Linked DNA regions of Mus musculus: region 1 is linked to region 2. A link is a contact called in public HiChIP or PLAC-seq data. All regions are on one chromosome and are shown on one strand. The core of a region is the stretch at or near the end of the contact, and the rest is flanking DNA. Distances in the headings are between cores, read along the strand shown.

Region 1 (5,812 bases), core at 1,235-3,734, 310 kb after region 2:
TCCTCTACATGTACTTACACATGGCATGACATGACATGACATGACATGACATGACATGGCACACACACACACAGTCATACTCACATAAAAATAAATCTTGGAGCCGGGAGTGGTGGCGCACGCCTTTATTCCCAGCACTCGGGAGGCAGAGGCAGGAGGATTTCTGAGTTCGAGGCCAGCCTGGTCTACAAAGTGAGTGCCAGGACAGCCAGGGCTACACAGAGAAACCCTGTCTCGAAAAACCAAAATAAATAAATAAATAAATAAATCTTGGGGAGAAATAAGTTGGGAGTACATGGAAGAAATATGTACAGATAAGACAAATTTGCCAAAATTCTGAAAGGAGATGCTGAGAAAGTCAAGAGAAGCTGAGGAAGGAAGGAAGGAAGGAAGGAAGGAAGGAAGGAAGGAAGGAAGGAAGGAAGGAAGGAAGGAAGGAAGGAAGGAAGGAAGGAAGGAAGGAAGGAAGGGGGAGAACCTGAGTAGCTAGAGGTTAAGCTACCCAGCCACAGCTGAAACCAGGGCAGAGAGATAGCTCCTGCCCCACCCAAAGTTAAAGCAGGGGTGTAGGGCACATCCCGGATCCTCCTTCCTCCTCCTCATCCCAATCTTCCCCAAGAGCTGAGACTGCACTGAGATTATTCTGAAAGGGAACCTGGGAAATGTAGTTTGCAGAAAGTTGCGCAATAAATCTCAATACAGGTGACTAGTTGGCAGATAACCTCGTTCCTTATTTACAAACAGTCAAGTGTGTTTGTATTTGAGATAGGGCCTCATTGTGTAGTATTGGCTTGCCTGAAACTTACTAGGTAGACAAGACAGGTCTCAAACCCGTAAAGATCTACCTGCCTTGAACCCTTGAGTGCTGAAACTAAAGGTATACACCAACATGACCAGCTGTTTTTACATAAAATCTATCCTAGAAAGTAGTCAGGTGTTAAAATTCTTGTTCCAGCTGGACATGGTGACGGGTTTATGATGCCATCACTTGGAAGTAGAGGCAAGAGAACCAGGAGTTCAAAGCCAGCCTAGGATACAAGAGACCTCTCAAAAACAAACAAAGTCTTTGATCTGAGGATTCTAGAATCTACCATGTCATCTCTAGCAGCAGGGAGTCTGGTCCAGACAACTTGACTGAGTCTTGTTGTCTGAGTCTAGCTCTTTTATATGCCAAGAGTTTGATTTAGAAACAAGGTATCTCAACTATTTGTGACTCAGTTTCCAACACTGACTTCTCAGAGGTGTGGTCACCTTTCAGTGAGATAATATATGCAAAATGCTATGATTAATACCTAGCAGATGGTGAGTGATTCTCTAGAAGCACTGAAAATATTTGTTGACATTTATTTTAATCATTCATCCACACACACACACACAAGTTGCAATGTATGCCACAGCACACAGGTAGATGGCATTTATTCATGTTTCATATACACATCACAAGTAGCCTGATGATAAATTTAATCAAGTATTTTTAGCAATGCTGAAGATGAAACAAAGTTTTACTGTATGGAATTTCCCACCTGTGGCACTATGTTGGTGCTCAAATTGTTTAAAACAGTGGGAGCCATTCAGATTTGAATATTCAGATTTGGGGAAGGTATTACTAAACTTCTCCATGCCAGCACTTCCTTATCTGTAAAATGGAAGTAACCATAGACTACCTCACAGGACTGTTGACAAGAGGAACAAACATCTCGCTGTTAAATATTTACTATATGTATACTAAATGTACTTAGGTATAAGCCTGAAATGTGAAAAAAAATATTCAACTTGTTATTCTTTTGTAAATATTACCCACCTGTGCCACAGGAAACCGGAAACCCACAAAATTTAATAATACTACCCTGTAACTGAGAATAATTGTTGCTATCAGATAGAAACACCTCACTTCCTATGTCTGCCAACGTGCTTAGGGCTCAATCTACAATGTTACCCTAAATGTTCACAAGTACCATAGGAGGGAGTCACACTATCATGACCCTCAATTTTTACAGGACTGCTTGAACGGAGGAGTAATTTTCTCAAGTTCACGGATCCAGCAAGTGAAGCCATATTATGTCTTTACCATTCGTAGAGATCACTGCATCTCAGCAGGAGAGCAAGCAACACTCTTGGGACAAAGGTACCCAGTCTAGGCCCCAGCCTACAGGAAGTGTCAGTTTCCAAAGCTGAGGCGGGGGCGGGAGTGATGAATAAACATTGTAACAGATAATTATAATAGCGCCTGGTAATTGGTTCAGTAAAGGCTTACTACCAGAAGCGCTACGGGATCTAAGGCGCTGGGTGAAGAAAAAGTACTGAGGATTTAAGGGTCCAAAGACACGTAGCAGTTACGGCGGGAAAAGCAGACATCCTTTGACAAGACACATCTGAAAGATAACGCAGGCGGCAGCCAAAGGGCGATCCGGAGCGTGACGGCAAAAGCAACCCGGAAAGGAGCTGAGCGCAGGTGGGCGTGGCCGCGCGGTGACTGGCAGGGGTGGGGCCAAGCTGGCCGCGCCCCTCGTCGCCGGCTGCTGGGCTTCGGCCGGGGTCCGCTGGGGCACCGCGAGCTGTGCAAAGCCGCCGTCCCCTAAGGGCCGCGGGGACCGAGCCGCACGCCGGCTCGGGGACGGGCAGTCCACAAAGTTTGGTCCGCGGAGGACGCAGCGTCGAGCCCGGCAGGTGCGGCCGGGCCTGGCCGGGGCGCTCGCGGCCTTCCGGGCGAGCACCGCCGGGCACTGGTAAGGAGCGATCAACTCTGAAGTTAGCAAGAGGCGTCACGCCTGTTCCTCTCCGCCGTGCGTCCAGCCCTGGCACCCCGAGCCTGGGTCGCACCGGGGCTATGCAGCCCCCACCCGGCGAGGAGCTTCCTGCCAGGTAGACAAGAGGCGCCCCGGGACCCTGCCGGCACCCCTGTTCAACCCAGGATGCTATCGGCCCTCCCTCTTCTTTTCCTCCTCCTCGGTAAGAGTCCCCGCCCCGGTGTCACTGCCCGCCGTCCCGCGCCCTCCTTGGTGACCCACGACCCCTGCGACCGCCGCCCCGTCGAGCCTCGGCCTCCTCTCGGGCTGTCCCACACTGTCCCTCCCACTCACAGCCAGGGAAGGCGACCTTTCGGCGAGGTCACGCACCTCCTTCCGGCTCCTCTACCCCTTCCTATAAACTGTCCGGAAGTCTCAGATGGGCCTCCCCTTGGAGTTGCCCAGGTGAAGAAAACTTGACTCTCTCTGCTGCCCTTTCTCGATTCCCCCTCTAGGAGGTGCTCTGGCCCGCCCAGACCGGATCACTTTCCCACGTTCTGGTAAGTAAAGCGAGTTCCTAGGGTTCTGGGGCATGGGAATGAAGATGCACCCTAGAGAAAAGAATCTCTCCCCTGGATCCTGGAGTCTGCTGTAATTTTAGAATAGGTATCATCCATTACTTTACAGAAGGGGAAACTGAGGCTCAATGTGAACTGGCACCTGGTAGTTGTTAAGAACCATCTCGTTTTTTTATGTGTAATATCCGTGTTTTGTCTCCCTAGTTAGGGTAAGGTCTTCCTGAGAGTAGAAACAGTATTTCTCTGCCAACTGACCCTGTGGCTGGCACAAAGCCTACAGTAACATTACTTATAGTGTGAATACTTAAGATGAAGTATAAAGAATATGGAAAAGGAGTAGGGTTGTCAACTCCTATAATCCCAGCACTTGAGAGGCAGAGGAAGGAGAATCAGTTCAAGGCCAGCCTCAGCTATATAGTGACTTTGAGGATATCCTAGGTTACAAAAGGTTTTTGTTTTTAAACAAACAAACCAAAAAAAAAAAAAAATGGAGAGGGACCAGTTGGCTGTAACTGGTGGGTGGAGATTTTTGCCATCTTGAGGCATTCAGAGGGGAAGAAGAATATTAAAGAACTCTACCAGTGTCTCCCCCCCCTTCTCCCTCTAGCTTGTGAGGCGCCCCCAGCTGTGCTCTCAGAAGTACAAGGCACTTTACAGAGGCCTCTAGGCCGGGACAGCCGAAGCTCCCCTGCCAACTGCACCTGGGTTATCCTGGGCAGCAAGGATCAGACAGTAACTGTCAGGTGAGAAATAAGGCAAGTCCCCATTTCTCTCTACTGCCCCTTCCCTCTCCCTCTGAAAAAGCCTTTGATCACCTTTCTATGATATTACCATCCTTGTCAGCAGAAGAGAATTTGGTTTGTCTGGGTCTGCTGTAAAGGCTTAGCTATGGTGGATATTTAGCTTGGGGACTGTCCATCTCAAAAGGACTCTAGAAATTATTCTGGGTTCAGCTAGACTTGTGATGAGTCCCTGAATCATAGTGTGGCCTAGTTGTTAATCAACTTAGTCCCTTCCTCAGGGTTGGGACTGTATTACTAGCTCATTGGTGGAATGCTTGTGTGGAGTGTGCAGAAGTCCTGGGTTCAGTCTCTAGCAAAACAAACCTTCTCTGGGTCTGCCTTTCTGCATTGCACTACTCCATCCTTACTCTCCCCTCCCCCTTCCTCTCCTCTTCCCCTGTCCCTTTTCCCCTCCCCTCCCCCTCCCCCCTCTCTCTTCTCACATCCTCTCCCCTTATCTCTCCTCTCCTCTCCTCTCCTTTTTTTTTTAAAGATTTATTTATTTATTTAATTTATCTGAATACACCATTGCTCTCTTCAGACATACCAGAAGAAGGCATCAGATCCCATTACAGATGGTTGTGAGCCACCATGTGGTTGCTGGGAATTGAACTCAGGACCTCTGGAAGAGCATTCGATGCTCTTAACTGCTGAACCAGCTCTCTAGCCCATCCCCCTCCCCTTTTTCTGGTTTTGAGACAGAATTTCACTGTGCAGCCCAGCAGGTTGGTATTAAGTTAGCTCCATCTCATCCTCCCAGATTTTGGGCTTTCCTGTGGAGTCACTATGCCCAGTATTCCTTTTTCTTTTTTCTTATTTTTTGGTTTTTGGTTTTCATTTGGTTGGTTTGTTGTTTGTGGTTTCTGTGTGGTTTTGGTGGTTTTTGTTTTGTTTATTTTGCTTTCAGTACTGGGAAACAACTCAGGGGTTCACACATCCTAGATGAGAGCACCCTACCTCTAAGCAACAATCCCAGCCCTGTACCCCTAAGACTCCTCATTGGGGCCCACGTCATTTGGCAGTTTGCCTCATACATTTCACTTGATGAGAACTTGCCCAGAGAGCAGGATGGTAGTGGCACACGCCTTTAATCCCAGCACTCAGGAGGCAGAGACAAGCTTAGTCTGTGATTTCGAGGCTAGCCTGGTCTAAATCCTGAGTTCCAGGATAGCTAAGGCTACATAAAGAAACTCTATCTCAAAAACAAAATAAACAAAGGAAACACAAAAGAATTTATTCAGAAAGGTATATAAAGGAGAGAACAATCTAAAAAGAGACTGTTGACCCGTGGTACAGCCCTGGGGACTTCAGATTTTCCCTTGTCACTTATGGAGCTGAGCTGTTGTGGTTAATTGAACAGATACATTTTGTCAGCTAACTACCGGGCACTGTGCTTGGGTTATGGTATTGCCACAACTGGAAAGTAATAACCCTGGTCTCACCTTGGTCCCTGAACACATCGGTTCTCTCAAAGGACTCTAGGAAGGGTCTTGTGGTCTGATGGCACCTCTGTTGGAACTTTGCCCCTTGCTTATATTTTTCCCCATCGACTCTATTGGCTGAGTTCTCATTTGGCTCTTTGAATCATGGGTAAGGAAGCATTTGTGCTTCCTGGGCTACCAGGGACCTGTCATCAAGAGGGGAGGCAGGGGTGGGGGTGGGGGAGCAAATCTCCAGAGCATCTCATGTCTTGCTCTTCTGTACCTCATAGGTTCCAGAAGCTGCA
Region 2 (5,996 bases), core at 2,491-4,990:
TTGGGTACAGGCTCCCTGGGCACCTGCACCACAGTGATACCCCGAGGCACAGTAATAAGTAGCGCTGTCTTCAAGGCTCACTGGAGAGATCACCAGATGGAAGGTTCTGTTGGCCTTGCTGTGCTTCACAGAAAATCGACCTTGAACAAAATCTGCATCATGGGAACTAGTGTCGTCCCTATAAAGGATGAACTGGAAGGATCTGTCTGGCCTTTTGCGATACCAAAATAAATCTGGGTTTGGAGAATCCGCATTGTACGTGCAGAGCAGTGTTACTTCAGTGCCGCTTGCCACTGTCTGGTCAGTGGAGCTCTGGGTCAGCGTGATGCACAGCACATCCTTGTCTGTGAAGAAGAAAGGAGGCCATAGTAGCGTCTGCATCCCAGACACTGACCAGCTCAGAGGGACTCAACAGACGATAGGAATGAAAGTCACGGGCAGAGAATGACTGAAACCTAAGTGTGTAGAGACAGAGAGCAAGCTTCCGAAGGTCAGAGAGAGGGAAGCAGGGTGCAGCAAGCGGGAAATACGCCTCTTACAGGCAAACAGAAGGGTAAGGGTCGCGGCAAGAATCATCCTTCCAGTCGGTACAGGGGCACAGCGTGGAGGAGGGCTGCTGGACTCTCTTTAACCATCCCTATTGCTTTGTCTAGGGAGGGGACAGGAGGGAAAGGAGGAGAGGCAGGCAGCCCCTCACATGACTGTCATGTGACTGGATTAACTGGAATTGTGGGGGTGAATACCTCTACCAAGGAACTGTTGTGGTTTACAGAAATGTTGGTTTTCAAACCATCTAGAACTGATACTTCTAACAATGAAAATGAACGACTCTTTTAAAAGTAGAGGTGGGGCGGGGTAGAGGGGAGGAGTGAGAGGGGGGCTGGGGAAGGGGGATGGGGGAAGGAAACTGTGGGCCCCCACAATGGCGTGCTTTGGATGGCTAATGTATAAAGTACCTTACCTGCCATGCTTATATTCTCTGATCATAGAATTATACTTCCAGTAGTCCTGTCTCAGGGCGCCTGACATGTGTCTTTGTATCTGACTTTGTAGAGCTCAATAAATGGAATCAGTAGATAGTATTCAATATGGAAAATAAATTAGTAAGTCCCTCTGTGTAAGGATGGAAAAATGGGCAGGCAGGACCCTAGAAGCCTTTGGTTTTAAAGCTTGGGGTGGTGCTTGCTGAGCCTGGCAGTGTTCACTGCAATGCCCGACAGGGTTCCCTGTCTCTTGGTAGAGCCTACACTTGGCTATAGCTGTAAAGTTCCTGCCCAAAAGAGAGCTTGGGGGGCAGGTAAACTGCAATGAGTGAGCTACAAGCTTGCTGGGTTACTGTTATGAGAAGCCTCCTACGCCTGGGGTGTCTGGAGCCCCTGAGCCATCCTCTCTCATTCACATGCACCAAAAATTTAGGAAGCCTTGCTCTGGACTCAGAAACACTAACTCACTACAATCCCCACGAGTATCTTCGAAGGTTCCTCTCCTCCCTTTTCCCTACACCTGCTTCATCAGTAAGACCTGTTTACATTTTTTTTCCTGAGACAGGGTTTCTCTGTATAGCCCTGGCTGTCCTGGAACTCACTCTGTAGACCAGGCTGGCCTCGAACTCAGAAATCTGCCTGCCTCTGCCTCCCAAGTGCTGGGATTAAAGGCGTGCGCCACCACGGCCCAGCTTGTTGGCATTTCTAAACACAAGTTCATCTGCTTTTCCCATCCCAGCTGCCCCCTCATGCAAACATTGCCATCTCTTACTGGGATCACTACTTAGTCCTAACTGGTCCCTTTGCTTCACCCTTTGTCCTGGACTATCCATTCTCTGGGTCTTTATAATGCTAACTGCTCCTCTTTGCCTGGGTCTCTGAGACCCAGCAAAGCTCTGACTCTTGCCTCTTACCCTGCCTTAGGACTATTGCTTGCTCTCTCCATTTGCCATGGGTGCAATAGCCTTTCTTGTCGTCCTCCATCTGCCTCCCTGTTCTAGCTATCTAAAACCCTTACCTCGTTCTTCAGCAACCTCAGCTCCGCTCAGTGTCCCCAGCCACTCCAATTAGTTACTTACTCGTTGCCACCCTTGATTACATCTGTGTTGAAATTTTCCCTCAGCTTGATACCAGATTTGTTAAAAAAAAATTACTTTTTTCCATCTCAACACATATGCACACACACACATGCACACAAACTAATGACAACATTCAATTTTTCACTGATCCTGATGTATCCCAACCCCCAGTTCATTGTCTTTCAGTAAATAGATGTGCAGTAAAAGAACACTGCTTCACTGAAGAGTTCTCCAGTGGGACTCGGCAGAGGGTGTTTCATCAGTAAGACCCTTGCCTAGCATACATGAGGCTCTGGGCTCCATCTCCAGGGGGAAAATGAGACAGAAAGAAAGAGAGGGGGGAGTAACAAAAATACAAGAGAACAGCCAATGGTTACCTCAAATGTCTGGAACATGCTATATTTGGAACATCACTGTACATTTTTTTAAAAAGAAGTATTCATTGTTTATCTGGAACTCAACTTTCACTTGACTTCCTGAATTGTATCTCCATGCAACCACGGGCATGCAGAGTTCTCAAGAAAAATATCACCTGGACCAGCAACCCATTGTGAGCATCCATAAGGATGATGCCCTGGATGTTGGAGAGGAAGATTCAGAGGAAAAAGGATGCTCACCTTCTCAGGGGCTACCACTTGGAAGAATCCTTGCACACACCCAGCCCCTGCTGACAGAAGTCATTTTCAGAGCATCCAGGTCCCCAGCCCAGCCCTAGACTAAACCATCTTCTTGATGAATAGCTGACTACTCCTCCTATTGCCCAACTTCAGGGACATCTGACCACACCCAAGAACACAGACATGGGCTCCACAGGCCCTCACACAAGACACGTACAGTCAGGTGCTGGACACTGTGCCGGTGGTGTAAGTGACATCTCTCAGCTCCAATGTCCTTCTAACTTTTCTTGAAAGGCATTCTTCAGAAAGGGCACTTCTGAGAAGGTCACACAGTAAGTCAGCGAGGCTTCTGAAGACACCCTGCCAGGACTATACCACCTCCAGCGCCTACTTATCAAACACAGATTAATATAGCCCTAAGGGCATTGTTCTCAAAACTATTCAGAGAGAATGCTAGTTAAATAGGAAAAAATGGCTGCTAAATTTAGCTAAAGACTTGTTCTATCAATCAATGGTTTAAAAAAAATCTAAAGACAATATCTTTTCACATTTTCAAATGCGTGTGAGTATGTGTTTGTGTGTATGTGAGTATGTGTGTGTGTTTGAACATACTAGCATGTGTTGTCCACAAACCACAACATACATGTGAGGTCAGAAGACAACTTGAAGGATTCTATTGTCTCCTTCTACCTTGTGGATCTGGGGATAAAACTCTGGCCATCAGGCTGAGTAGCAGGGGCCTTTAGATGCCGAGTTATCTCACTAGCCCAAAACATCTTCTCTTTATGCTGTCAGTGCTGCAAACACATTGTCATAGAGCACTGCGCTCCCCAGAGATTTGAGCCAGCTATCTTCTCCCCAAAAACCCAAATAGCCTGAGGAACATGCAAAACTGGTCTTTATGCCCACTGTTCTTAGGCCTCCCAAAGGTTGTAACTTTTATTTGACTGAGTGAGCCCAAAGTTCTGTCCAGATTTTGTAGCCCACTGTTGACTTAATGCTCTCAAGAGCTCTAACCATCTCCCTAGGGCATTGCTGTGTGCAGCAAGCAGCTCTCAGGTCACTGGAAGTTTTCAGGCATCATCAGCAACCTAAAAACCAGGCCTGACTTTCCTTAGCTTTAAACCACCAATCAAGAGGGGTAAACAAACCTCCTTTATCCTTCTGTCTGAGTCTTGATAACCGCTGTTACTAAAATAGTTAGGAAGGATGCAAGAACCATAAGACAGAGAGAAGGGCTGCAAAATACTATTGTCTGATTGTGACCCAGCCATTGTAATCAGGAAGTCAGCAGCTGCAGTTGCCTGCACTGAGCCTGCCAATCATGGATAAGGACAGATCTCCTGGGGCCCTACCTCTGCTGAACTATTGGATAATGGTGGATTTGGGGTACGGTTATCTTCATATGTGTACCCAGCACTCATCATAACCAGACTTCATTGGATAGCTCCATACCCATAGTCACACAGATGGCCCTGCCCTGGCTTTACTCAGTGGAACACAAAACTAAACACAAAGTCATAACCATGGGAAAGGGACCGATAAGGCAGAAGGGGGATGGCTGGAGGAAGGGAAAGATAGAGAAGGCAAAGTGAAGGAAATCAGAACGCATTGTAGATATGTATGAAATGGCCAAAGAACAAATGTGGTTAATAAAACAGGGGAGAGATGTTTGTTCTTCCTTCCAGTGTCCTTTGAGCTGGGTGGCTTTGTTTTTTGACCTCACAGCGCCCCCTGCTGCTCTAACTAGCCCATCTCCATAAACAGGTCATACTGGAGTTCAAAAAAAAAAATAGGTCAAAGAAGGAAAACACTCTCTTTTCACAGCTGATCTCAAAGCTGTTCTCTGTCTCCATTCCCCATCATCCCCGAGACTGATACCTGCTTCTGTATTGGTCCTATGAGCTCACTATTCACCAGTCAGTAAAAGAGGACGGGCTTCAAGGATAAGAGATAGTACTCTAAGAGACCCAGAGAAGTGGATATTTTCCCTACAAAATGATGAATACAGGACACTAGCTATCTTGTGGAATACTCAGATATGTGTCTAAGATGGAAATCTCAGAAGCATTTGGAATGTGTGTGTGTGGGCCAAGTGTCCAGAAAAGAGCTTTGACATCCCTGTCTTCCTGTGGCACCTTCCATTCCAAGATTCCTGGGGACAACCTGGCTTAATGGATACGAAGAAGTACACCAACGAAAGACAAGGACCAGCACATCTGCAGGCAGAGATAATGCAAAGGCTCCTGCTTTGAAGAAAGACCTTGCGGATTTGGGCAAGAATAAGGATGAAGAACTCTACCATGATGTTTCCCTAGTGCTACTCTCTATAAAGCTTTTAAAAAACATTCTGAGGGCTATGGGACATTCTACTATGTCACGGATGCCATCTCTGGAGCAGCCTGTGGGAAGAACAGCCCTGGCTCAACCAAGTCGGTGATACCTTTTTTTGATGGGACTGTGACTGACTCCTGCAGGTCAGAATTCTCAGCCATCTGTGGGGTCTATTTCACAGTTATCCTTCTGATAATCAAGCCCCAACAGGTTGCATCTCACTTATGAAGAGCTGACAATTGGTAGTGGCTCCCTGGAGCACACTGGTAAGAAGCATTCTTGGGTCCTGTCTACACTCGGAGAGAAAGAGAGCTCTTCTATTCACACGATGAAAGTGAGAGGAGGAAGCAGGACCACACTATTATGTATTTACCTTCTGTGCATGAGGTGTCCTTCCCTCTAAGTCCTGCAGAGAGACTAATCAGAGCCAACTCTCTGTTGGATTATCCTTTTGGTAAAGGGCAAATTTTTCCATCTCTGTCTTTTCCTTGGCTTCCCTGGGTATCCCACGGGCCATTTCCCTTGCTATCAATTGCTATTGCCTGCAGCATTGGAAATAAATGAAGGCTTTTTATCTCTCATTTGCCATGTCCTTCTTCACTGTGCCATATTCACTATTTAAGAGGGAGAATCATTCCCTGGGCCAGCCAATAGCTTCTGTGGGGAGAGAGTGCCCAGGAAAAGTCCTGTTCTCTTGTGGCACGTGAAGGGAGAAGCAGACGGCAGTACTAGGACCCAAAAGCCCTGAATTCTAATCCTAGCTATGATTCAAACCTACTTACATGACCTTGAGTAAATTTGTCTTTACCTTCCCAGTGAGCAATTTGCACTTGGCAATCCAGGGCTCTCACTCCAGAGTCCCACTATATAGAACAGTGATCCTGTCCCAAGACTTTAAGAGTTTATAGCACCGAGTGCATGCTGCTTGAATTCTCCCATTGCCCAGCAAGAAGAGAAAGGAAGGCATGTTTCTCTATTGGAGG

What was found. HiChIP or PLAC-seq counts read pairs in DNA pulled down with a chosen protein or histone mark.
Region 1: a contact with region 2 is called in an H3K4me3 HiChIP or PLAC-seq map of the SCID.adh cell line, with 9 read pairs. The contact joins the promoter of Lrp10 here to the enhancer-like site in region 2. A contact is called at or near these places in 8 of 39 promoter capture datasets (the 3T3-L1 cell line, cranial neural crest, embryonic stem cells and 4 more), 1 of 484 Hi-C or Micro-C datasets (the N1E-115 cell line), 5 of 115 datasets of contacts at active chromatin or transcription factors (the SCID.adh cell line, effector CD8 T cells, embryonic stem cells and 2 more) and 4 of 9 other capture datasets (adipose tissue, embryonic stem cells, liver and 1 more).

What each region holds. Positions count from the first base shown.
Region 1 is chr14:54,461,663-54,467,474 of GRCm38.p6, forward strand. Lrp10 (low-density lipoprotein receptor-related protein 10) reads left to right here and starts at 2,485. Exons shown (of 7, transcript NM_022993.3): 1 at 2,485-2,949; 2 at 3,242-3,286; 3 at 3,912-4,047; 4 at 5,798-5,812. The coding sequence starts at 2,913.
Region 2 is chr14:54,148,626-54,154,621 of GRCm38.p6, forward strand. It overlaps Tcra, Tcrd and Trdv5. Among named protein-coding and RNA genes, the nearest start is that of Gm30275, 26 kb to the left of the region's middle. Within about 2 kb of position 3,741, at least 11 of the 459 cell types and tissues checked have an H3K27ac peak or open chromatin away from gene starts, as enhancers often do. A contact at or near this core is called in the SCID.adh cell line, where this site is marked.